Linked DNA regions of Zea mays: region 2 is linked to region 1. A link is a contact called in public Hi-C data. All regions are on one chromosome and are shown on one strand. Each heading gives the region's core, a stretch centred on a gene start, on an enhancer-like site or on the middle of the called end of the contact. The rest is flanking DNA. Distances are from core to core; before and after follow the strand shown.

Region 1 (6,468 bases), core at 2,692-5,191:
GGCGTCTTTATCATTTTGAATCTATCACATGAAAATGAACAAATGTGATTCAAAAAAAAAAACACATCCATAACACAAATTGCATCATGTCCAAAAATATACAACAAAAGTTTTGTTGTCAAAGTCATACTTTGAAGACAAATAACACTTATTCATATATAGTTTTAAATCTGGTAATCAAACTATTGAATTGCATGCACCAACCATTTCAACCTAAAAGCTTAAACTAGTAAAGAGAAGTGGGCAATTCACTTGTATTCTAACACTCCCCCTCACATCAAGCCTCTCATACCTCAAATGTGGAATATGAACTAATAACGATTATTTTTATTTAATTGCGCTAATCAGGATATAAATTTGAGACCTCTGGCTTTGATACCACATTGAGTTGCATACACCAACCATTTCAACTCAAAAGCTTTAGCTGATAGAGAGAGGTGGGCAACTCACTTGTATTCTAACACGAACTTTTAACACTTCTGATTTTATATGCACAGTATTTTCAACAGTATATTATGAAAGGCATGACATCTGGAATGAACAGATAAATATGATGGACGGGCATAGTGACTAGAGCATGTTTTATCGCTTATAATGTCAGCCAATGATGGGAGTAAAATAACCAGATAGTGCTAGTGAAACACAGATAACTGAAACAATGCGGAGTACCATTTGCCTGCGTAAAGAATAAACAAGATTGCAACTGTGATCAAGTCAACTGGTAGAAGGGGGGTCTATCACAGAAGCTGCTTAGTTTTAGCATGATCATGTTCCATCTTTCGATTCTATAGGTTCATATTTGTGTGATTTCGGTATTAAGAAAATAACATGGATCAAAAAGGGCGACGTATCCGGTGCTCAAAGAGTTGCTGTGCTCACATGCACATTTTAAATCTAGGACATTCATCTTGCATCTCACAGCAGCAGCAATTTTATAAAGAAACCCTTTCACCTCGCTCCCATGGTGGGAGGGGATTTTCATAAAAGTGGTGCTGCTGTTAGATTCAAGATGAAAGTCCCAAATTTAAAATGTGCACATGAGCACAGTACCCCTTTGAGCACAAGATATGTTCCCATCAAAAAGAGATAACTTAATTAGACTGCAGAGTAACTTACTTCAGGATATCTGAGATTTCCCTACTTCTGCAAACAACACAAATGTTGTCATCATACCATGTTTCATCACATTGGATAGCTTCAGTATTCCTTGAAGTGCATGCACCTTGAATCCCAATAGAATTACCATCTTCCACCGACTTGCTGGCCTGGAGGAGGATAAAAGAAACATTAACTGCAAGCACATGGTTACTTATATCACACTAAATAAAACATGAAAAACGCATATGCTGCATGAAAATCATGGAAGCCTCATTTGATTATTACCTCTTCATGATGAGCAGTAGAGCAAGCGCTATTTGGCAATTCTAGTAGAGGTTTCTGGCTGCAATACAGAAGTGACTACAGAATCAGCTGACATACCAAATCCATGCTTAGCAACATCAAACAGAATCTATATAGCTAATGGCATAAATAATATGCAACGGATAGTGAAATACTTTGAACCACCAGTAGCTTGCTCTCCAGTTTCCAACATGGGGATGCTTTCCACTGCCTTATTTAGTGAGCGCGTCTCAGTAAGAATGCAACGCTGTACAAAAAATTGCAACATCGCTTCAAGTCTCCAATACGCATTAACAGATAATAACAGAAAAGAACCAAGACTTCTATAAATATATCAGACATAACATTCCGAGGTGTTACCCTACTAGGATGTCATAAAAAGCTAGCGGACATAAGAAGCAACTGATAAACAAGTGCATGACGGATACTTCGTCCATTAAGGTACGTAGCACCAGAAGCAGTATAACATTTGCAGGTTTGAACAAAGAGCGTATTCCTTAGAGATGTATGTAATTCTTTCACGCTACTTAAGAGTTAATACCAATAACGGATAAAAGAAGGCAACATCACTACTTTCCAAAATGCTTAGCGCGTTGATTTTGTCGGTAGTATATACCCAACTGCTGCTTACTGCACTGATTCCATCAGCAGCATAAATACAGAGCTGACTTGTTTGAATCTCAGATTTTAGAAAAGGGGTGGCAGCTCCAACCTCTAAAACAACATCAGACTGATGGGATCCAATCTTCAATCCATCTCCCTCCAATATCACCTCAATTTCATGCAAGTCAGAAGAGTGACCTCCCAAGACCTCACTAGCAACAACATTTGAAGCTTCCTGGTTGGGTTGTTCCGGTGCATTACTTTCTTCATGCACCAAAACAGCACCATCTCCTTCCGGTTGCACCTCAGAAGCTTTTTCCTCATCCTCCCTGAGGGTAGCAAGCACTGCATTACAAAATTTACAGATAGCAGTCTTTAGTATTTGGATGAAAACTAAGCATCAGCATCCAGGGGAACAGAGGTGGTAGAAATCATCATCCTGAAATTGCTATGCCAAAATCTGATCGCTAAGAAGCTATAAGCCCTCTTGGAATGACATTATGACAATGGAAGGATGATTAAGCAAGAGTGATATGCATGGAGTACTATGATATCGGTTGGGTTTTAGAAGGCTCAGCGCACTAAGGATGCTTCAAGACATTGCGCTCAACAATAAAGAAGACTAAAAGGGTGCAGTTCTTTTTAAGTAATAATATTGAGCATTTTAAAGCAATCTGACAAGTGGAATGTTTGCAACAGAGAAAGTAAGTAATGAGCTGGATTAGCGAGACTTCAAAAAAATACCCATCGTGCAAAAAAACCATTAATTCAATGAAATGGCATGGCATCATGTACCAGATTCTTCTCCTATATTGAAGAGTGCAATGTAGCTCTTCGCATGCAGGAGCCTTTTCTGCTTCTTGGACGGTGTAGAGGCAGTCAGAGCATCATCTTGGGTTTTTCTTTTGGTGGAGGCGGGCGTTGAGGTTTCATTAGGTTCTTGTTTTGAAGGAGAAGGTGAAACACTTGTGTTCCTAACTCTGGAGGGCTTTTTTGTTGAGTCTTTGGGGTTGTTTGGCAAGGGTGTGGATTTGGGGGTAGCAATTGCAGTGGCATCCTTGGTGGGCGTTTTAGCAGATCTGTGAAGGGGTGGTGTGTCAGCAAGTCTAGATTTGTGCTTTCCTTTGTTTTCTCGAGTGGACCTCCTGAGGTTTGGTGTGTGAGCACTGGCAGCTGCGGTGTTCCTGGTCTCCCTTCCATCGGCAAGCTTCCTTGTGGCAGTTGCAGAAGCAGCAGCTGGAGGAGAAGAAGGGGGGGGAGGGGCATCTCCTCCTCCTCCTGACCGGGTATTAGCCATGGATCAGTAGTAGCAGCAGCAGATCAACACCTGGGTCAGTTCAACCGTTTGTTCCTCCGAGGTGCGAATCACGCCCCCGCCCGCGGCACCGGCAGCGAACTCGTCCCCCAAAATCGCCGGCGAGCCCGAACCCCAACAACCCGAGGCCACTACCTCTGCGAGCGCGCGATCAGTCGTCAGAAAGAAATCTGTGTAAGTAGCAGGGTAGTCTGAGGAAGAGCAGGGGAGCGGAAGGAAAACGAAAGAGAAGCATGGATTACTTACCAGCCACGCTCCACCGGCAATGGGTTGAGAAGAAGAGATTTGTGGGTCCTGGAATCCGCTGCACCAGCTACCCTAGCTAGGGCTTGGCAGGGACGGGAGTGCTTGCACGGCGCTGGAGGAGGAAGGTCAGCAGGAGGCGGCCCGGCACGGCCCTGCCGAAACCCTATTCTACCTCCCCCTCCCTGACCGCCTCGTCTGATCGTCTCGCGAACACGAGGGGTTTTGCGGGTGAGGAGGCGGAGTCGACCCCACCGACCAAAGGAAGACGGAGAAAGGCGTGATCGGATGGTGTGCTCTCTCCTCTCTGTGGCTCTTCGCTCACTCAGACTGGAGTCAGTCTAAAAATAACTTTTAGTACCTAATCTTTAGTCCCCTCAATGGGTGTTGGTTAGAGGGATTAAAGATTAGTCTGTAGTTTTTAGTCCTATTTAGTCTTTTTTAGTTAAACACTAGGACTAAAATATAGACTAAAATGATTTAGTCTTTAGGGGGTGTTTGGTTAGAGGGACTAAAGATTAGTCTCTAGTTTTTAGTCTCATTTAGTCCCTTTTTAGTCAAACACTAGGATTAAAATATGAACTAAAATGATTTAGTCTTTAGTCCTTCACATATGTGCTAAAAGGGACTAAACCATATTAATTCCACATTTACCCTTTGTTTAGTTCAATTGTACTAATAGCAGGAGAATGTTAAAGGTCATTTTAGTCTTCTTATGAGTCATTTAGTATATTTTTACTATTTTTAGCCCCTAGAACCAAACATGTTAGAGACTAAACTTTAGTCCCTAGACTAAAGAAACCAAACATGGCCTTAGTCCTTCACATATGTGCTAAAAAGGACTAAACCATATTAATTCCACATTTACCCCTCATTTAGTTCAATTGTACTAATAGCAGGAGAATGTTAAAGGTCATTTTAGTCTTCTTATGAGTCATTTAGTATATTCTTACTATTTTTAGCCTCTAAAACCAAACATGTTAGGGACTAAACTTTAGTCCTCTAACTAAACTTTAGTCCCTAGACTAAAGAAACCAAATATGGCCTGACTCCAACACGAAGTCATTTTAGCCATTCATGTATTTTGCTTGTTATAGTCATGTTTGAAAATTAAACCAGTTTTTATTTTTTATCTAGAATAGGCTAACTTCTTAGTTTTTAAGAAACGGGGAATCCAGTTTCTATAAACTAAGATATAAACTAGTTTATTTAGAACCAGTTCAATTTTTATAAACTAGTTTCTTAAAAACTGAGTGCATACATTAAATTGTTATGGTTGTTACAGGTAGTTTAGCTAGTCATATAAATTTAGTGTATTCAACAAAAAATCATTTTACCATCTAGTATCGGGTCGGTGGTGAATGGTGGAGTTACTCTGTCATTGAGACACATATTAAAATGGTTGCCCCCTTTCTATACCATTCATTTTAGCTTTCCTTTCTCACCTCATCCAAAATGATTGTTCTTTTTACCTGTCCTGTTGGATAAACACTACCGTACCTATATAACATCTAGTTTAGCTTTGGATGTCCTTTAGTTGTCCTGTTGGAGCCAGGGCTCAGAGGCTAACCAACCTATGTTATGCTAATTACTAGCTATTATAGCGCCACGTAGCCCTTGAATTCGTAGTCGTCCGATAGATTACCAACGAACACGCGACCGTTTCCGTACACCCTTCCAACAGGCCGGTGTATCCATTTAGAGCAAGTTTAATAATTGCCAATGAACATGCGACTGTTTCCGTACACCCTTCCAGTGGCACTGTGTATCCATTTAGAGCAAGTTTAATAGTATAGCCAACTATTGGCTATAGGACCTTTGCAATCTACCTTATAGTTGTAATGTACAATTGTTACCCATTTGCAATCAATATATGGTTCACTTTGTAGGATCTAGGACACTGGCTAGATGGGGTGAATAGACGGTTGACTAAAATCAAAGACACTAGAGAAATTTAATCAATACGACAAAAGATATAAATTCTCTAGCTAGTAGAAGGATGCAACTAATGGGAAACTAACGATATCAAAGTTAAAAATGAATGATAATCACTAGGTCCTTGCAATTTAAACAAATAAGAAGAAGAAAGAGACATCGAAAATTTTCTCGTGGTATCAGTGATTTGTCAATCACCCCTAATCCACGTTGAGGTGGACTCCAAGTTCTCACTTACTCCTCTATCAAGACATGGCTTGATCTTTGAGCCAAGGAAATAAGGAATCACTCAATACCTCGGTTCACTAGTGTCGCCTTTGCCGCTCCGGCGAGATAGGCGTGGAGCCCTCACAATCACCACCGCGACTCATGTACAATCTTCACGGAGAGCTCGACGGAGACACTACCAAGTTGTCTAGGAGGCGGTAATCTCCAAGAGTAACAAGTCGATGATGCTTGTTCGGTGTACCACATAGTGCCTCAAGGATCACCAATTGATGCAAATGCACTAGAAACACTCAATCTCCCACTAGAATACAATCTCAAGCAAAGAGTGTGAGAGAGTAAGTTGGAGGATCACAAATATGCCCAATATGTGCTAGGAATGGCCAAGAGAACACTCACACACGAGAACCCTTTCTATTTATATGCCCCAAACATTTCTAACCGTGCAAATAGCACACTTTTTGCGCACACGATAGTCCTCGCCCTTAGGGCGAACGGTCCACCGTACCTGTAACGTCTATAAATGCCTTTTGAACCATGTCAGAGCTGTCAGAAAAAGGTAGGTCTAAATAGTCCACAGCCCACACCTGGACTGTCTGAGACCTAGCAACAAGAACCACCCGAGCTCTTTGTTCAAACGATATCTACACAAGCGGATTGTCCGCTCTCCAAGGCCGGATGGTCCGCCACTTGGGAGTTAGTACTGTTCGGGCTGAAACTCCGGACAGTCCGTAGCACAAACCTTA
Region 2 (6,468 bases), core at 1,747-4,246, 190 kb after region 1:
AAAGTCATGTCTGATCATCTTCTTTAATTTGATGCCTTTGGTTTGCTCATATCTATCGAAGGCATACCAACTTAATCTTATGATTGTTTTCTCTGCGTATCTAATCAGATACTAATCCTTGACCTTGTGATCTCTGTGATGGGCATAGAAATATGCTTGGGCTGAAATAACAGTCCCCATCGTACTCCTTTCATCACATTTAGGTTATGGCCATGCCTTGTTCATTTCATCGGGCCATGATCTATTTGGCTCTCTACTTGTAACCGTTTTGACAGGTAGAGTCTCTTTGTATATTGTCACCCTTGCCCAATCCATTGGTGTCACACGAGATTTCTTATTGGTTACGTCTAGTAATGGTGTTATGACTAAAACCTATGGTGCCGTGACGAAACCGAGGGCCTCCTGTGAATGTACACACATGGTTATGCTACTTGGCACGCGCTGGTATCACAGTTAGTAGTCATAATCCATTATGAGATTATATCGATATGTTATCTCTGCACAAATTGTTCCTACCATGTGAGATTCATTATTGGTGCCAGTTTGGTAATGGTGTCATGATTAAGGACTTATGGTACCGCAATGAAACTGAGAGCCCCTTGTGAATGTACACGCAAGGTTATGCTGCTTGGCGCATGCTGGTATCAAAGTCTCTAGCCATGATCCATTATGGAACTACACTGATGTGTTATCTTCCATTGACCTTCCCTTGAAACCATTTCTATGTTGTTTGTCAAGTGATCAAGCAACATCTATCATCTCTATTGGATCAAAAGGGCATACCACTTTCATGTGCAGCCCCTTTTCTTTTGCTCTTAGTAGTGACTACTTATACAAGTTCCCTTTACGTCCTTTGTGTAAACGTGAAGCCGTGAAGCTTTTTAGTGTTGAGAGACAGCTGATTAGCTCTCAAAATGGAGATTGGTTTTCCCTGCTGCTGAGATGCAGGAGTTTGTTCATTCGCTCCTTTATTTAATCCATGTACTCCCTAACCAAGTCAGTTCATCTCGCATGAAGAAAAAGATGAACAACATGACCGAATGGATTTCTACTCAAGTGCATGAACCCTTGTTACCGGGAGTGAGCTCTCGACCATTGGATTGCGATGGATAGTGAGAAGACTTACTATGTGTTAATGGCAGTTCAACAAGTTGGTTTTACTAACTTGTAACTGCCCAATGAACGAAGGTTGAGTCTAGAGATCGTTTTATCGAGTTATCTAAACTCACTTTGGTTCAACCCATCCTAAGAAAGTTCTTACAAAGATCAAGTTAAAATCGACTGATAACCACCTAATCATCGCCCTAGTCATGCCTCGATCGCCTCACGTGTGCTTTTCCAACATGAATGATCAGGTTAAGTCATGCTTAGTGCTCGATAAAGCGGATTGATTGTGAAGTCAACATTTGTTGATCATCTTCACTAATGCGTTCCTTGAATTTTTATTATCTTCCTGGAAGTTGAATTCCTCAAATGACCACTTGTTGGTAAAACATCCTTTTGTGTGTTTTACCCAAGAGGTTGCATCTGATTCTGTTTGGGTAAAATCGCGTAATTGCCACTCGCTCAACAGACTCAGATAGTACAGTGTCATCAGAAAAAGCAAACTGCACACATGGAACCTTATGTGTTCCTCTGGCAGACATCGTCTCTATTGATGGACATCTCTAAATTAGCCTAAGGCAATACATGTTATGTCCACTAGAGAAATCACCTCCTGAGACATTTGCCTTTGCTTGGAAATGTCTCATGATTATCACTGATATGGACATGTGTTACATGCTTATCTACTCTTAAAGGTCTTTCGCTCCGAATCTCAGGACGGGATTCTTTTAATGGGGGGAGGGCTGTAACACCCCTGGTGTTTATATTCTGCTCGACAACGAGTATGGATTTAAGCACGTAATATCAGTGGATAAAACAGATGCTAACTTTTAATCATCTTCGCCTATCGCGATTTTAATATCGCATCTGTTTCTGTCTATTTAGACTCTTCCTAAGTCTTCGTGAAATTCGGAACGTAATTGTTCCAAAAATTTGCGAGTCCTGTGCCTAATTAAAATCTAACGAGTTTGGTGCCGTTTTCATTTCGGTGATCTAAACAGCTAAAAAGGGTTCATGAAGCTTTTGGATTATTGAATCTTCGTCGCTGGCGAATTTTGAACTGCTCGAATCACGTGCGTAAGTGAATACGAAAATCGGAAGACTTCTGATTTTATGAACAATTTGGAGCCCACGCTGTCTGAACAGAATGATGCGCCAGCTGATTAAGTGAATCGTTCCTCTCAGCATGTGATCGTTGGCGTCAGATCAAATGATCGATCACTGGTGAGGATCGTAAAAATTAGACGGAGCTAAATAACAGTCTCTCCGTCTTAATCTATTTTGTCTGTCGCGAGTTTGACATCGTTTTTTATTTATCCGGGCTCTTCCTAAATTTTCATGTTATTCGGAACATAGTCGTTCCGAAAATCGGTACACCCGGTGATTATTTAACATACATCGCTCGCGTGAATACGAATTCGGAAGCTTTACCTACTCCTACGATTTTATCCCAGGTAAATTAGTTTGAACTCGACGACTAAAATGTTCAGGGTAAAATAATTTGAATCGCGCAGTGTCTGAAAGAAATCGTGCGCGAGGTCGATAATCAAGGAATTATAATTAAGATCCGATTATCACACAAATTGCCCGTAACCATGGAATCAGATGTTCAGACCACAGGTAAATTTATCAGATTTCGAATCGAATCAAACTGTTTCGCAAGTACCGTCGACCCTTTTGTTATCGCTAAAAACCTCGATCCAAAAATATCTGTGATTTTCTATTATAAAAAGAGAGAAAGAAATAAAAAAGAGAGAAAAATATCATCGCTCTTTCCTATCCTCTGCAGCCATTCTCCCTGATTTTTTTCCACCGCCCATGGGCCTAGATATCTTTTTTCTCAGCTCTATCCTCTGCCGTGCGTGCCTGGCCTGCTCGTGTAAAAATCTCGCCGCCGCCTCCAGTCTCCTTTTTCTCTGCAGCGCCGCGGCTTCCCTCCCCCTGAGCTCCCTCAGCCATGACGCGTCTTCCTCCCTGCGCATGTCCTTCTGCTCGGTCCCAAGCTCCTTGTGCGCGCGCTACTCTTCCTTCCCATGTTACTGCACGCTCTACCTTCCCTCCCATGGCGTCCATCTCCCTATGCTCGCCCCTTCCCCTGCTTCTCCTCCATGGAGCACCCGCCCATGGCAGCCGCGTCCTCGAGCTCGGCTTCGAGCTCCATCTCCCTACGCGGCACTCCCTCCAGCTCCTTCCTCTCCCTCTCGGTTCTCTGTTGGCCGGTGCTCTGCTCTTCCCATCCACGGTGTCGCTGCTACCTCTGCTCGGAGTCTCCTGCGCGCAGCTCGCCAGGCTCTCCCTCTCCCATGCGAGCGCCTCTGCTCCCTCCACCCTGCTCGCATGGCCGCGCCGGCTCCCTCTAGTCGGCCGCGCGCCCAGCCGATGTCCCCTGCGCGCGTGCCTGCGCGTAGCTCGCGTCCTGCTCGCCCCTCTGCTCGCCGAGTCCTTCTCTAGTCCGCGCCATAAAATTCGCTCGGCCACGGTCTCGTCAAATTGTGAAGCTTCCTTGCCGTGCGCTCTGGCATCGGCTACCGCCGATTCCACCATAAAGTTCACGAGCGCTCCTTGCTCAGTTTGTTTCGTAGTGGGCAATTTCTCCACGTTTCAATTCGTGCTGCTTGCCCTTGTGCGCTCGCTCCTCATGCATCGGGTTTCGGCATGTTCGCGTTTACCGTCGAGTCATCGAACCTGTCATCCCCTGCTCGACCCACACCTCGCCAGCTCGCTCCAGACTCGATCTTATCGTCGTTCCGTGTGTCATCAAGAAATCACAAGAATCGGGCGAAGACGAAGTTAGCCGCGTGAAGTTCGTGTGGCACCTGCCAAGCGCTCGACAAATTGTTTGAATCAGAAAATCATTACCGATCTCGCGGATTCGTGTCAGCTGTTGGAACAGCTGTTGGAACGGTAAGCTGATTTGCTATTTTTATTAACTGATCTGATGAATGGATTGATTGAATTAGTTGTCCGTAAAGAGTGTTTTATTCTTAGCATGGGTGCGTTGTCGAGGTATTAGATGTATGTCGTGATGCCTCGCTTCATGCATCAATTGAGTCTGCACATACGTATGAAGTGGTCGTGTCACGCGAAACTCAAAGTTTAAAATGATTATTGTGTGAGGAGTGGTTAATTGAATAATTAGTCTAGTGTCTCGCTCATATAGCTGATAAATACGGTCGTGGTTATATTAAATGATTATTAAAATGCATCGCAGGTAGTATGTAGTGGGTGCATATGTCGAATAGGTTTAAATTGGCTCTTTGATGAGAAGTGAGGAGAATTAATAGCATGAAGAATTGATTTAGTAATCCAAACGATTATCCGATAAGGCTGTCATTGTTGATTTGGTAGGATATTTTGGTAATCAAACCTGAAATGTTTGATTAATTGTTAACATGTAAAATATATGAGGTGTGAAATAAAATTAAATATTTCTTTGTGAGCGATGGGGTATAATTTATAAAGCGAGTGATAAGTTTAGAATTCAATTAATTAGCTGATAAGTTGTGTTTAGGCTAAGTATATTAAAGGTGTATAGTTTGTTGCTCGTAATGTTTGTGTTAGGTTCGTTTAGTCTAGAGAAGCGTAATTATTGCGCTTAGTCGTACGTCGATAACTAGTGTTTTCGTATGAAAATAGTACGACGCTTTATCACTAAGTGTTTAATTCTTGTCGGTGTAGCACTATTTAGATCTGTGCTATTCCTGTCTATATGCATTTATGTGCATAATGCATTTCATTCAGGTACGTGAATTAACCACGTAATGCGGAGAACCAGAACTGAGTCGACCACAAGATGGTGCTGATGAACGAAACTGAAGATGGACAGACAAAACAAGTATCAGAACAAAGGATGGTCGTCAAGTGATCGACGTCTAACAAACACTAACGTAGTGTTTATCCCAGGCAAGCCCCCGTGCTTGCAACCCATTCCTTGTGTTTTTAAATAATTTTTACACACTTTAAGTCTAGCGAAATGTGCATTAGGTTTCTAGGCGTTGCTTGGAAACCCTTTGATGCATTGCCTACCTTGATATCCATACCTTTATAGATACTTCTAATGAAGTATCAAAATATGATTTACAAAAATGCTTATCCCTGCTTAGACCTTGTGGATAGACGTTGTCTTTTGCATTAAGGCCTAGCTCTGGGGTTATCGTGAGGAAGGATGACTTCTACCTGCAAGAATATTTTCATTGGGAGCGTGGTGGGATCTTACTGCAAAGTTCCATATAATGCTCTTTTCATCCTAAGAAACACAAACAATCCTAAGGATGGAAGTACTTAAATCGGGACTTGGGCTAGGAACAGGTGATGTTCTATCGAGGACCTTTTAACCGGTTACATGCCTCGTCATGGGTAAGCTTTGCCTCAGGCAGACTAATACCAGAATAAGATAACATGCAATGGGAGTGGAGAGATGACGAGAGTAGCGTGTACCCTCCGTGGCAAGAGGCTGGACGGTGGTGTATCTGTGCTCTCGGTTGGCGTGAACCTGATCTGGTCTTAAGAACCCCGGTGGCGAGTTGACATATGCAAGGGTTAAGTGCTGCATATGTCGTGTGATTGGAGATCCCTAGTTGGGTATTAATCGATTTGGATCGTCGTTACTTCTCGGACATGAAGACTTGGTCACTGCCCTGCAATCTAAGTCATGGATGGAATCTTAATGAGCAAAAATCATGTTGGATTGATTAATGTGATGGTGAAATTAGGCTAGATGCAAACAATGTCTATTAATACTTAATCTAGCATTAAAATGTTGAAAGTAAGGACTCACGTTAGTAAGCTATTTCTGTAAAAGTATCTAAGTTGATTCTTGCTAAAGCCTTTTCCTTGATTCCTATTTAACCAACATATCCTTGAGAGTCTTTTCTTTAGTCGGGTAAGTCTTGATGAGTACTTATGTACTTAGGGTTTTACCCATTGTTGCTGCAGGTTACGAGTCACTTGATTGTGATTGGTGTTAAGCGCCGGTGGGCGCGACCTTCTTATAAGTCTAAGTAACCCTTATATACTTCTTATTGAGGATGGTCACTTAAGCTAGCATATATTTCAAAACTACAAATAATTTATAACAGTTCAAAGTTATTTCTTTGAATCACTTTTGTAATCACTCCGATCATGTACATTGTAAAACTTGATGTAACTTATAAAATTTGGTAATAAGATTTCCGCTACAAATTGCTGGTGTGTGATTTGTGTTTACTTAATCTTGCGATCTTGGTTGTAAGTGGTTTTTTCCGGGGTCCTTGGGACACACGGACGGATCCTGTTAAGTTATCCGGTGCACATGCATAGCCGTCTGAGGTCTTGGAGGCAAGGACAGGTGCATGTGGGCCCAATAACTTGGGAGGTTCTGCCACA

The links. A called contact is a pair of places that touch in the nucleus more often than the background predicts.
Region 2: a contact with region 1 is called in a Hi-C map of leaf, with 4 times the contacts expected there. The contact joins the enhancer-like site here to the promoter of LOC103638205 in region 1. A contact is called at or near these places in 2 of 25 Hi-C or Micro-C datasets (ear and leaf).

Annotation. Positions count from the first base shown.
Region 1 is chr9:32,128,318-32,134,785 of Zm-B73-REFERENCE-NAM-5.0, reverse strand. LOC103638205 (Helicase protein MOM1) reads right to left here and starts at 3,941. Exons shown (of 21, transcript XM_008661197.4): 1 at 3,566-3,941; 2 at 2,800-3,456; 3 at 2,114-2,349; 4 at 1,557-1,648; 5 at 1,384-1,441; 6 at 1,117-1,265. The coding sequence starts at 3,301.
Region 2 is chr9:31,934,004-31,940,471 of Zm-B73-REFERENCE-NAM-5.0, reverse strand. No RefSeq gene overlaps it. Among protein-coding and RNA genes, the nearest start is that of LOC103638202, 15 kb to the left of the region's middle. Within about 2 kb of position 2,996, at least 11 of the 20 cell types and tissues checked have an H3K27ac peak or open chromatin away from gene starts, as enhancers often do. A contact at or near this core is called in ear and leaf, where this site is marked.